3 separate regions of the Mus musculus genome follow, and all the other regions are linked to region 1. The links are chromatin contacts, called in public Hi-C maps. All regions are on one chromosome and are shown on one strand. The core of a region is the stretch at or near the end of the contact, and the rest is flanking DNA. Distances in the headings are between cores, read along the strand shown. Region 1 overlaps Hdac9 (histone deacetylase 9). Region 2 overlaps Hdac9 (histone deacetylase 9). Region 3 overlaps Hdac9 (histone deacetylase 9).

Region 1 (4,211 bases), core at 1,052-3,551:
TTTAAACCAAATATTAAAACCAAACTTTTTTCCTAGGTGGTAAAGCTTGTCTGCATATTTTCATTATTACAAAATGGTTGCCTTTAGTCCATAAACTACAAGGGCATAGTAAGGTCACAACGGAGTGGCAAACACAGTAAATTAGAAGGAAAGTAACCAGAGCCTGTATTTAGCATGATTCTTTTCACCTGGAAGTAAATGAGTATACACAGTCCATTGATTAGTGCTGATTTGAAATGGAGTTTCTATTTAAATGATTCTTCTAAACTCTGTTTTATAGCAAAAATTTAAAGTATTTTTTTCTTTATGGTTTTTTTTTATCATCTGAAAATATACAACCCAGGCTTTGCCAAGTGCAAATGTGAAATTTAATTTGAAGCCATTCTTGATTTAGCTTGCACATATACTAACATCAGAAGACAAGAATGCAAAGTGATCTGCTATCTGGAATTGGAAGATAACACAAAAAAAGAAAAAGAAAGAAAGAAAGAAAGAGGAAGGAAGAAAAAGGAAGGAGGAGGAGGGGTAGGAGGAGGAGGAGGGGGGGAGGAGGAGGAGGAGGAGGAGGAGGAGGAGGAGGAGGAGGAGGAGGAGGAGGAGGAGGAGGAGGAGGAGGAGGCCTGTATTGTGCTTGACTCCAGAAGTCTGCCCTAAGTACCATGCAGGATGGTGGAAAGCAAATGCCTGAGTTCACAGTGCCTGCCCCTTTCCTATCAAGCACAAAAGTACAAGGTTTTCCTGAAGAAGAGAAGGGTTTCAGAACTCTCTAACCCATGTGTGTTGATCATGTAGGAAAACTGGCCAGTACTTCTGTTGTGTTGTCTCCATTATATGCAGTTGATACCCAAGATGCATCACATAATGTCTTCAATCTCCGTCAACTACCTCATAAAGAGTCCATTTGCTCTTAGAGAATAAGAAGGCTGTGAGAACAGGTTCAGGATCACTCTGAAGCAAGAATGGACGTTAATAACTATCCTCAGGGGCACAGATGAGGAAAAAGGGTCATTGACTTAACATTCTTTAATTCTTTTAGGTATAATAAGACTACGTCATGATTTACAGCTGAAAAGCACAGCTTTTGTTTTGCTTACCAATAAAAGAAGGTCTTTCATAACCTCAACTGTTGTGACACTCTGAGAGCTGAGAGATTTGAAGTTACCCTTTATATGGTTGGCTGAAATCTCTCTGCCTTGGGGGGTCTGGAACAGGGGGAAGCCTACTGTTGCTTAACTCCTAAGACATCAATGTTTCAGGGCTTACAATTGTATAAAGGCATTTTGTAGGATGACATCAAGGAAAATAACTTTTATGTGTTTATACTTCCAGAGGGTCATATATTGCTAATTAAACAGGATTCCTTCAGTTTGATTACATAAGGGGGCTTGGGTTTGTAATTCAATAGCACGTGAAGGTCAGTAGAGTTATGAAAGAAACTTTAAATTTTATGAGAAATCCGGTAACTATCAGGATATTTGCTCACAGAGCTGGAATATTTCTCAAAGCATTTTCCTGATCTGTTAAGATACAGGAAAATATTTTGCTGGCTACAGGGGTGACCAGATATTACAAGACCCTAAATCATGCAGATGGGTCTTTTTGAGAAAAGCCAATACTGAAACACAGATCCAGATCCCAGATTGTGAGGTTGAAATTTCAAAGCGACTAGACGAAGCAGGCTAAGACCTGTCTTCCAGCTTCGCCATTCAGCTACACTAATACATTCCCTGAGCAGTGTTCTGAAGTCCACCTCTCCAACCCAGCACATCAACGCATGCAGTGAGAGCCTTGACTTTGACCACCATGTTCCCATTTGAATATTTAAGGCAGGGGCGACTTACATCTTACAAAGCCAAGAATCTTTTAAAGTGAATTTCTGGGAGGTTTGAGATAGCGGCTGCTCCAACAATTGTAGTACTGCACTGCCCTCCAGAGGGGAATCCTTGGCAAATACTCACAATCCATGAACTACAGAGGGGATTGGGGACTGTGTGGCAAAAGTCTTCACTGTGATTCTTGTACTTCTTTCTCTCACATCTTAAAAAGAAACAGGTCTGTAAATCAGCGGCAGCCCCGATGCTCTGAGCACACAGCGCCTTGTCTTAGGTCTTCTGTCTTGTGTCATCTCGAAAATTTATATTTGCTGCAGCTTTCACTAAGTGATAAATATTAATTATTTCTGTCGGAAGCCTTGTTTATTCATGCATATTTTACAGAAAAAATCACACTAAACACATAGCCAGAGGCAGCCTTTGCAAGCTGAGACTCCTCACAGATGACTTGCAGGCACACAAAGGATAGCTAGAGACAGGATATTTTACTGTCTAATTATGTTGTCACCACCTAACTGAAATGTGAAGGGTGCCCAAAGCTATTGTGAGAAAAATATAACTTATCTTGAACTTCCCTCTTCTTCCATTATGGAACCCATTTCTACTCTGTCCTGCATGCCATCTCAGACAAGGGCTGGTTTCTGTGGCTTGTCAATTCCTGGTTACGCAGTATCTGTTCCAAATGAAAGAAGTTAAGTCAGAGCTGATGATTTCTCAGTTTTGTTCTTGTGGGACAAAGTCAACTTGTGAATGAAGAGCCTCTGCTTGGAAAAGTTAAACGATGACAAATATATATGTAGGGCTTCACAAATAATAATTCAATTATCACATCTATGACAGTGATACTGTCACCACCAGCTGCTTTTGGTGCCAATGAGTCACAAACAGGTTAATTCGGGATCACAGAACTGGGATGTGATAGAGCCGAGATCCAAATTTAGTTTAGCTTCAGAGTCTTATTTCTTGGCGTTTTTTTACATTAACTTAATATGCTAACAAATAGGTAAATACCCTGCCTAGCAAACTATAAATATCATTAATAATATTTTAAATGAAGTTAATATTTAGATCATGTCTCTATAGTCCATAACACACAAAATTATTAGAATCTCCATGGACCTTGGAAATGCTGCAAATTGGAATAAAATATAAAGTAATTTTGTGATAATTAGAAAATATCTAATCTCATTAGCTTTTAGGAGAAAACACCAAGACATAGAAACAACAAAAATGGTGGATCTGTAGTTAACAGCAGTCGTTGCTATTCGAGAGGACCCGGGGTTTGTTTCCCAGTTTCCATGTGGTGGCTCAGAAGCATCTGTTGTGAAGATCTAGCGCACTCTTCTGACCTCCATGGGTGCCAGGTATCACAAAGTGCATTTATACACACATAGTCAAAACACTCATACATATAAAACAAAACTAAATAAATCTTTGTGCATGCAGTCAAAAGACTCATAAAAACTACCAAAATACTAACATCCTTCTTAAGATCATGAAGATAAATTGTATAAACATATAGATTTATTCCTCAAATATCAAGGACCTCATTAGATATGAAGGAACCTACATGTCGCATATATATATATATATGTGTGTGTGTGTGTGTGTGTGTGTGTGTATATATATATATATATATATAAACCATCATCACTTTTAGTAATTGTGATGATGTATCTCTTAACAAAGGAAGGAGGAAGACAATATGCCTGGTGACTTCCAATGGAACCACAGAGGTATCATCATAAACAGTCACATAAAAGCCATGTACACAAAATACACAAAATGAATTTCAGGCTATACTGAGAAAACAATGTTCTTGCATCAAGCACTGGCTGGCCTGCTAGCCAGGTGGCTGGATTTAGAAACCAGAAGGCCCCGGGGAAGGCAGTCGTCGGTAACTACAAAGCTAATGTGGTCAATGCCCGGTGTCGTTATGGGGATTAGAGGGGGGTCACACTCCACAGCAGCACCTGCACAACTATGACATAAGCTTCTAGCTGACATAAATCATACTCTCTCTGTTTTGAAAGCAAATAATAAAATAGTTGTTCCATGTCTCTTGACCTTTACTTCTGGGAAACTTACATTTTTCCCTTTTTTGCTTTGGAAGGAAACCTCCCCAGCCCCTCCCCTCCTCCCCCCACCCCTGCCACAATGAAACATACTCAAAACACCCATTTCTGAACACATGCATAAAAAGTCATCTCCTTATCTCCAAAGTAATTCTAAACACCATTAACTTATTATGTTGCAAAGTAGCTTAACATAAGGCAGAAAGGCAGGAGGAGAACAAGACACTCAGAAAGACAGACACCAAAAGGAAAGCCAGGGGTTAATAGAGATGGAGACCTGTAGCTGCCCAGCTGAAGATGGAGA
Region 2 (4,211 bases), core at 677-3,176, 460 kb before region 1:
TGCAAAATACACTTAAGTCTGATGGTATCACTCATGGATTGACTATTCAAAGATAGGATACAAGGGGCAGGAAATGATTGAGGAGATTGCATGTCCTGTAGCCTTCCTAGCACAAGCAAATCTCTGAGAGCGCTAAGAATGGATACTTCTTTATTCATGCAGATGCATACTCTGTCCTTACCAACTGGTGGCAAGTAGTGACCCCATCACTACTCAGTGGGTCCTGGAAAGGGCGCTTCCATGTTTGTTTGTTTGTTTTTTTTTTTTTTTCTATTTGGCTTCCGAATGGAATGGGAGGCATTCTCTTTTGTGGAACCTCTTTGTGAAAGAGTCTGAAAATGGGGATTTCATTCTGTAGGCTCTCCTGAGGGGTCTTTATTCCTCGGGGTGTCTCCCAGCACAGGAGGGCTCCTCACTGATTTCTCTACTTCAAAGGTGCATCAATAATAATCCTCCTTATTATAGATTCCGACCTGGCCTGCTGCTATGATGATTAATTGGGAGGCATTGTCAAGTTTTGTTTTTCATTTTATTTTTTATTCGGTTATATTGTATGGTGTGGAATTATTTTTCTCTTCTGCTGGGGGAGTGGGAAGAGGCATAGTGAAAATATTTAGAGAAGTAATCATTTGCTTTAAAAATGGAAATCGGGCTTCTGTGTTGTGAGGAATGTATGTACATAACACTGAAACTTAACACTGGTAAATGATCTGCCTACCTCAAAGTGAAGCTGCTGCCTTCCTACAGTGGCCTTTAACCCTGCCCTTTCCTCCAATCTGAGAAGAGCTGATGTTGATGGAACATATAATGGCCCCTTTCCTGTGTAGTAAAGTCAGCAATAAAGCTTAGTAATTAAGGGTACCAGGGAGGCCCAGCCCAGCAGGCTAGCGGTGTGGCGAACACTTTCAGAACTTCAAACAATATCAAAGTCACTGAGAAATGGGCCTAGCTCAGTTCTGGTTTGAATTAAGCCTCACTTCCACACGCACTTTTCAAATCCAAGCTCAAACAAGAAAGCCAAGGCCTTCTGGATTTCATTAGAGCCAATTATCTTATCTGTTTCATCTCAGGCCTGACCCTAAGGCTGGCAAACAGCTATTCAGTGCATTTGTGTGGTTGTTTGAGAAAGCCTCCAGTCAGCCAATGGCCCGAGGACCTGCTAATTAAAACACCGTTGCCCCCCTGCCTCTAGTGATTAAATATTTTCAAGCTTTTGTAAATAATTTTTCCATTCTTTGCCCCAAGCCTCAAAGGTCCAATACATGCAGTAATTTATTTAGTTTGTCAGAGAATACTGTTGGAAATAGGGTCATAATGGGACCTTTGGAAACTTTTATACGTCTTCATACTTCTGAAAGTGACAGTTTATAAACCAGCCCAATGTGTATACTGTTTCTGATGTAATTATGTCCTAATGGCCTTTCTCCTTTTGAAGTAATATAGTGTATAACAGGCTTACATTTTGTCAATAATCATATTTCCTCAAATGTCTACTTGATATCTAGAGTCAGAATTTAATGAGATCATTTAGGGCCTAGAAATTGTATCAAGGTACTTCGGCTTTTCATTTTTTGCTGGAGGCTGGGTCACAGCCCTAGATTAGCTCTGGAAGAAGACAGCTAAACAATGAAAAGGCCTCTTACTTGCTGTCTGTGAGGACCTGGTGGCAAACACTGAACTTTCTCCAGAGTCAAATCCTAACAAATTCGCAAGCGACCAATGTGCCGGTGAAGCTATAAGAGAAGGGCTATTCAGAGAGAAGAACCTCAAGCATTAGAATCACTGAATTCAAAATACTCCTGGGCCTAATGTGTGCTGGGAAAAAAAATCTGAGATGAAGTTTCCTGGCAAACAGACTATGAAGAATCCGAAGACAATAAGGCCTATCTCTCCCACTCAGATATACACTGAAACACAAAAGGGCCTGGTAAACACTCCGAGAAACTCACATACTTCATTGCCTCCCATGATCCCAGGGCCACGTGCAGAGAAGTGTATGTGACTGGAAACAAAATCCCCTACAACAGAGGCAGACAGAGCAGATGACCACAGACAGACACCGTTCTCGTCTCCTGGCTGGGGCACAGCCATCCTCAAGTATGGCTCTTACAGCCAATCCAGTCACCTTTTATTAGAGGAAAATAAAAAAAGGAGAATTTTGTTTGTTGTTGTTGTTGCTCTTTTTGAAGTATTACAAGAAGAAATTTCAGCTCATTAGCTGCATCCAGTGTGCATTAAACACACCCATGAAAAGGAACTATTCCGCTGAACAGCTCTGCCTCTGTTGTTCTTAAAGTGACACTTTGGTCCTACTCTAAATAATGGGCTTTTAATAAAAACATTCACCAAAGGCAAACAATTAAACAATACATAAAGCACCAGGGGGCAGCCTTGTGGTTCAGTTACAGTTAGAAGTCCTTCCCAAGGAGAGCATGCAGACATTTTATAAGACAATACACTTCACCAAAGATTACGAGAGAAGAAAATTTCAGGTTGCATCTCGTGAGCCCTTCTTGATCCAGGATTTTGTGTTTGCCCTTGACCATAGCATGAAGCCTTTCCTACCTTGTAGCTTCCCAAGCCTATTGACCCTATTGGGTCTTACATGCTCTTCTACAACAAAGACAAGATATTGAAAGCGGTACTGCAAATTAAGGAGCAATGGCTTATCATATAATTGTTTAATTTTACATTTTCAAAAAAACAAAAAAAAACCCTCAACAGAATGGAATATATTCGCATACCTTGGGCAGAGTTTAGTTCTCTGTAGAAATTAATGTGCTGCATAAAGAGGTTGATACGACTCACCCTCATCTTTTCCACCTGCTGGGTCACCGAGCGTAATTATATTTGCTGGAGAGATGTTATATTTCTGAAATGATATTTTTACTGTAGAATTTCTGAACACCCAAAAGGTTAAAGTGACAGAAATGTGTCTGGGGTAGGGACTGGCAAGCATTAAGTCAGACTGGAGCAGCAGAGCATCTAAAAGACAGTGTCTAAAACTGGAGGTACAGAGGAGAGAACATATTTCAACTTACACTCATCTTATTCCATATCAGGTTTTGAACAAGCCACATTTTAATTTTTTTGCGTTTGGCTCCTGTTTCATTAAAAGTGTTCATTTGTTTCTCAAATTCAGTCTACATCGGTAACTTCAATACTGCTATTATTTCATGAATGTGTGACCCAGCCAAAAATTCACATCCTAAGGAATCCAACATTTTGATTTTAAGTGCAATAAGGCATATCCCTTTATCACAGAAGATAATATATGAATGTGTTTTAAAAGTAAAATGTCCTCAATTTGAGATGTGGATAGATTTAAAATTCTGCTGAGCTTCAAGACAGACTCAATCATTAATCTCTCTTCATGGTTCCTGTATTATGAAATATGAGCCACTATGGTAGGAATGCTTTTTACCATCTTCCTCTTGCAGTTCATACACACACTGTCTTCCATGTGGCTTTCCATCAATCTGTTCCTCTGAATGCGTTTAGACAACCAGCACCCACTTCTGCTGTGCCCACAAGAAAGATGGGCAGATTTCTACCAGATACAAGGCTAAGCTTTTGCCTTCCCGAGGGGTGCCAGAGGAGTTTAAATGCCTACGTAAATGAGAACAGATGTTGATTTGCAAGTTTCATCCATAACATCAAATCATGGGGATAAAAGTTGGAAAACTGAGTCCACCATCCAGGTGTTTGTGCCCCACAAATATTGGAACTGTCCCTGAAAATGCTGCCACTACATCATGTGCGTCTCTCAAACCTGCCTGCCCTTCAGGCTCCTGGAGAAGACGAAATTTCAGGAGTATGATTTCCCCACTGGAGGAAGTCAATGAATAAATTCCCCATAGTAAATCATAATATTTATTTAGTTCTCACAAAAGGACTACAAATTTATACTCATGGTATATTGTAATGCTCTGTTTTTCCCATGTTAGTTATCATCCCAATATATCTAGTTTTGGCAAGCTTTAGATGTAAAATCATGGAATGAGAAAAGAACTTTTTTTTTTTTTTTAAACAGCCACACTAAGAATCAAAGACATTGTACTGTGGGAGCTGTTGGCTGAGTGAGTTTAGTTTAGGCCAGACCAGAGCTTTCCCTTGGCTGTAAATGCAGCAAAGTCTTCAAATAGTCAATAGAACTTTGAAAGCAAAACAAGGCGAAACAAGACAAAACAATGGTGAAACATCATCATTTC
Region 3 (4,211 bases), core at 1,176-3,675, 320 kb before region 1:
GGATTCTCAAATCACTTTTATAGAGTGATATAGTATTTTACTGTGAGCTACGCACATTCTCCTGAATATGTAAATGTTTTCTATGGTACTTACGATATCTAATATGGAAAGAGTTATGATATCATGTTCCTTGTGTAATAGTGTTAAGAAATTGTTTATGCATGTTCATTACAGACACTATTATCTTTAATACTTTTCATTGGAGGTTGATTAAATGCATAGTGAGAAGTGCAAGGATATGGAGAATTGAAAATATACACAGAGAATATGTTTATTGCTGTGTTTGTATAAAGAGATACAGAAATAAGATAAATTGAAAGTACACATATGACTAGAGTTTTATTGTTCTCTGATGACCATACTAATGAGGGAGGTCTGGGAGGATACCAGCTGCCTCTCTCGACAATCTACTCTGCACTATCCTCTCATTAGGATACTAGCTTGTACACCAGCTCCCTTCAGTGAGCAGACCACACAGACATGCGTTTGTACTCCTGTCTGCCATGCTTGGGTTGTAGACCTAACATGACTTCCATCCCCTAAGCAAGCTCTGGCTTGTTTGAGTTTCTTCCATGATACACCTCATACTTTCTTCTGTGAGGCATGGGAACAATGTTTCTGCAGTTTCTTAGGCAGAGGGCCCTCATGACCAGTTGTGTTGCTTCTGTAAAATCTACAACCTTAGGATTATCCTCACTGTTTCCTCTGCCTATTTTTAAACACATATTAAAACATGCTGGTAGAAAAAAATCCATAAAGCTGCAGAAACGCATGCCTTTCATTTAAAATTCAGTCTCCAGCCTCAGCTGGCCTTTCAAGGCAGTTAGGCAATCATGTGTCCCTGGTCCCTTTCCTCCATCTTTCTCCTTAACAGCCTATCCACATTGCATCATTGTCTATAAACCCTTAACCCCACTCAGCAAATGACCTCACCTTCTTCTTCACGAAGGAAATAGGGGCCAACTGACAGCAACTCCCTCAGCTTCCTGCCGTCTCCTTTATGCTCTTATCAGCAACCACATCCATCCTTACCTCTTGTTCTCATTTTTCAGTTGAAGTGATCTCTCTCTTCTTAGTCATCACTAATCCCACCACCTGTGATCTGGAGCCCATCCCGCCCACTTCCCAAGAGAGGAGCTTCATCAATCACATTCGCTCCTGTATCCTCAGCCTCATGTGGTACAGCAGCTCCCTCCCTAAACATGCAAGAATGTTCTCATTTCTTCCAACGCAAATACATCACACACACACACACATACACACACGTACACATGCACAGAAACACACACATGCATACACATGTGCACACACACATGCACAAACATGTGCACACATGCACACACATGTACACTTGCACACACATGCACATACACACACAGACACCCACACACAGACACAGACACACACACACACAGCTTTCCTTTCCCTGTGTTTACTTCAAGTTCTTGTGAAATTTTCTGTTATTCTTTCTCAGCTAAAGTTCTTAAACCCTTTTCTTCTTATTTAAAAGGCAATTTGCTCTCATTTTAGAACATGAGTTTAATTTTCAAGGAAAAGAGGAGCAGATATACATAAAAACCAGTGTTGTAAGGATGACAATTGTTAGCAGTATATGTGTTAGTGTTTTAATTTCTGTCTTTACAAAAAACATGGGGTTTCTTACTGCAAAAGTGTGTGTACCTTGGATTGTTCATGTAATAGAAACTAATATTTTCTGGTGCTTAATATTGATATATGCTTGTTAATTTTTTCAATATTTTATTAGTTAATATTTCAATATATTTATAAATTTTAAATACTTCGCTAAACTTTCAGGTTTTCTTATTGACTCTTCTCTATAAACAATAATCAGCGTCTTTCCTGAAGTTAATTCCAGTCGTGTTACCGCCCACTTTCTTCTCTGCCCAAGACAGCACAGCGTCTAGCACTTCTAAGAGCATCTTCACTGCGGCATTCTCTAATTAGAGTTAGCAGCGATCCTATAAAAGCTTTGGCTCTGTTTCTTCTGCTTGTTTTGTCCTATTAAACTTGTTTGTTTTATCTTATTTTATTTTATTATTCCTTTGATGCTTGTTTTCTAGAGAGGCAGAAAAAGGTATGGTTCAGCTGGGAAGGGGAGTAAGGAGGAACTGGGGAGAGTTAGAGGAAAGAGAACTGTGTGGGGAAAAAAATCTATTTTCAATAAAAGCAAAAACAAAGTTACCAGTGACCTCTTTCCCAAGACGAAAGGCTCTCTCCTGTGTTTGTCAGGCTCACGCTCTCCAGATATTTGGCACATCTAGTGATTCCCAAAGCCACGTTTCTATCCTCTACGTCCTTCTAAGCCCCTCTGTCAGCTCTTTCTCCCAGGCTTGGAGCTGTCAGTAGCTTCCCTCAAGCTCCACTGTCACTCTGGCTGGGCATTGCTTTTGGGCTTTTCTCCTTGGGGTAATGATATCTCATGTTTTACTCACATCCTGCTGGTTCCCAAGCTGCCTACTCAGCCTACATGAGCTGCTCCCAGGGGCCTCTCTGCCTGTCAGTCAAGTGTATGAATTGTTTTCCTTCTGTAACTTAGCATAGCATCCTATATCTCCTCTGTCATGGCCTGACTCTGTCTGTTAACCGATTGCTGACTTGATCTTCTGATTCAAGATTTTTTGCCTCAGCACTGTTCATATTCTATACTAATTCTTTGCATGGGTCTCTGTATTATATTGTATTACAGAATGCATAGCAGCATCCCTCACCAGTACCCACTAGATGCCAGTAGCAACCCACCTCAGTGATAATCGAAGGTGTCTCAGGCTATTGCTAAATGTTCCTTAGGGACAAAGTCTTCTTATGTTAAGAACTACCTTGTTAAATGTGAGTTTTGCCTAGGTAGGGCTTGTGTTTTCATGGCTTCTGTCCAGCATCCGATCTTCTACACTGCAATAAATTATGGCAAATAAGTAAATGGGCAAACAGAAAGTAAGCATAAATAAAAATCTGTGAGAATTTTTATGTGTTCAATTTTTCCTGTGAACTGTTTAGTTAGTTTGAAACAGTGTCTCCCTATGCTATGTAGATCTCCTGCCTCTTCCTCCTAAGTGCTGGCATTACAGGTTATGGCCAAGTTGAGCTAATCCATTACTTGTGGATCTATGATAGACAGGAGGTTGTTAACCTAAGAGAGGTTGTGAACTGAATAATCAGGCGACCACTCAGCATGCTTGGAAACTTATTTAGGCAAATGAAATATTTACCATGGTAATATGGAAATTGCATCTCAAGGAAAGGAAACTACAAATTAAAAACTTTCTGAAGGCATAGACATTTTATCATATGCAAACAAATGATCTGGGTGTTCTGGCAATGAGAGAGCTAGCTTGTGTTATCCAGAAATACTAGAGATGGAGTTTCCAATGGAGGTCAAACTCTAACCCAGTGGTTCTCAACATTCCTGATGCTGTGACCCTTTAATACAGTGCCTCGTGTTGTGGTGACCCCCAGCCATAAATTTATTTTGGTGTTACTTCAAAACTGTAATTTTCCCACTGTTGTGAATTGTAATGTAAACATGTGCATTTTCCGATGGTCTTAGGTGACCCCTGTGAAAGGGTCATTTAACCTCCTAAAGTGTCAACTGTTGAGAAACAATGCCCTAAGTGTTCAGTGATGCAAGACAGCCTAGAAATCGATGACATAATTCCTCAGTGTTAGCATGATTTCAGCTACTGGGGATGTTCATGTTCTGCGCCAATAAAATGCACTGAAGTATATAACATACTCAAGTATTTTCATTACTTAAATTCTGTTTGTATGCATGGACCAAATAATCATTGGCTTATATGTATTTAAATAATCACCAGAGATATCATGCAGACACTTAAATGAGCAGTGGGTGGGTGAAATCACGTTGAGTGGGATGGGGGTCCGACTTTTATACCACAAGTGACATCTGACAGTGTCTAGAGGTATGCTTATTGTCCACACCGATAGGACCTAGGAAAAGTCTGTTACTGTGATCTCACAGGCAGAGGGCAGGGGTGCTGCTGAAATACAACCATACACAGGATAGCTTCACAAGGTTATTAATGGGCTGCCATTCTGGAATTCCAATAGAGGCAAGGTTGGGCAGCTCTCTAACCCGTGTTTATAGATCCACAGTACAAATCAGTATGTTAAAAGATCCCAGTGCCCCTGGTTCAATCAATCAATCCCCATTAAGTATCTTTAAACACAACATC

Evidence for each region. A called contact is a pair of places that touch in the nucleus more often than the background predicts.
Region 2: a contact with region 1 is called in a Hi-C map of the N1E-115 cell line, with 28 times the contacts expected there. The contact joins two enhancer-like sites. A contact is called at or near these places in 1 of 15 datasets of contacts at CTCF or cohesin (pro-B cells), 28 of 484 Hi-C or Micro-C datasets (the 3T3-L1 cell line, the AML12 cell line, the HPC-7 cell line and 17 more) and 1 of 9 other capture datasets (embryonic tail).
Region 3: a contact with region 1 is called in a Hi-C map of cortical neurons, with 4 times the contacts expected there. The contact joins two enhancer-like sites. A contact is called at or near these places in 1 of 15 datasets of contacts at CTCF or cohesin (pro-B cells), 13 of 484 Hi-C or Micro-C datasets (the N1E-115 cell line, adipose-derived mesenchymal stem cells, cerebral cortex and 6 more) and 1 of 115 datasets of contacts at active chromatin or transcription factors (astrocytes).

The regions. Positions count from the first base shown.
Region 1 is chr12:34,656,485-34,660,695 of GRCm38.p6, forward strand. All of the region lies in intron 3 of Hdac9 (histone deacetylase 9), which reads right to left. Among named protein-coding and RNA genes, the nearest start is that of Gm46347, 130 kb to the right of the region's middle. Within about 2 kb of position 2,302, at least 19 of the 459 cell types and tissues checked have an H3K27ac peak or open chromatin away from gene starts, as enhancers often do. A contact at or near this core is called in cortical neurons, where this site is marked.
Region 2 is chr12:34,199,290-34,203,500 of GRCm38.p6, forward strand. The region is part of intron 23 of Hdac9 (histone deacetylase 9); the gene reads right to left. Among named protein-coding and RNA genes, the nearest start is that of Gm51984, 14 kb to the right of the region's middle. Within about 2 kb of position 1,927, at least 29 of the 459 cell types and tissues checked have an H3K27ac peak or open chromatin away from gene starts, as enhancers often do.
Region 3 is chr12:34,332,151-34,336,361 of GRCm38.p6, forward strand. The region is part of intron 14 of Hdac9 (histone deacetylase 9); the gene reads right to left. Among named protein-coding and RNA genes, the nearest start is that of Gm51984, 120 kb to the left of the region's middle. Within about 2 kb of position 2,426, at least 16 of the 459 cell types and tissues checked have an H3K27ac peak or open chromatin away from gene starts, as enhancers often do. A contact at or near this core is called in cortical neurons, where this site is marked.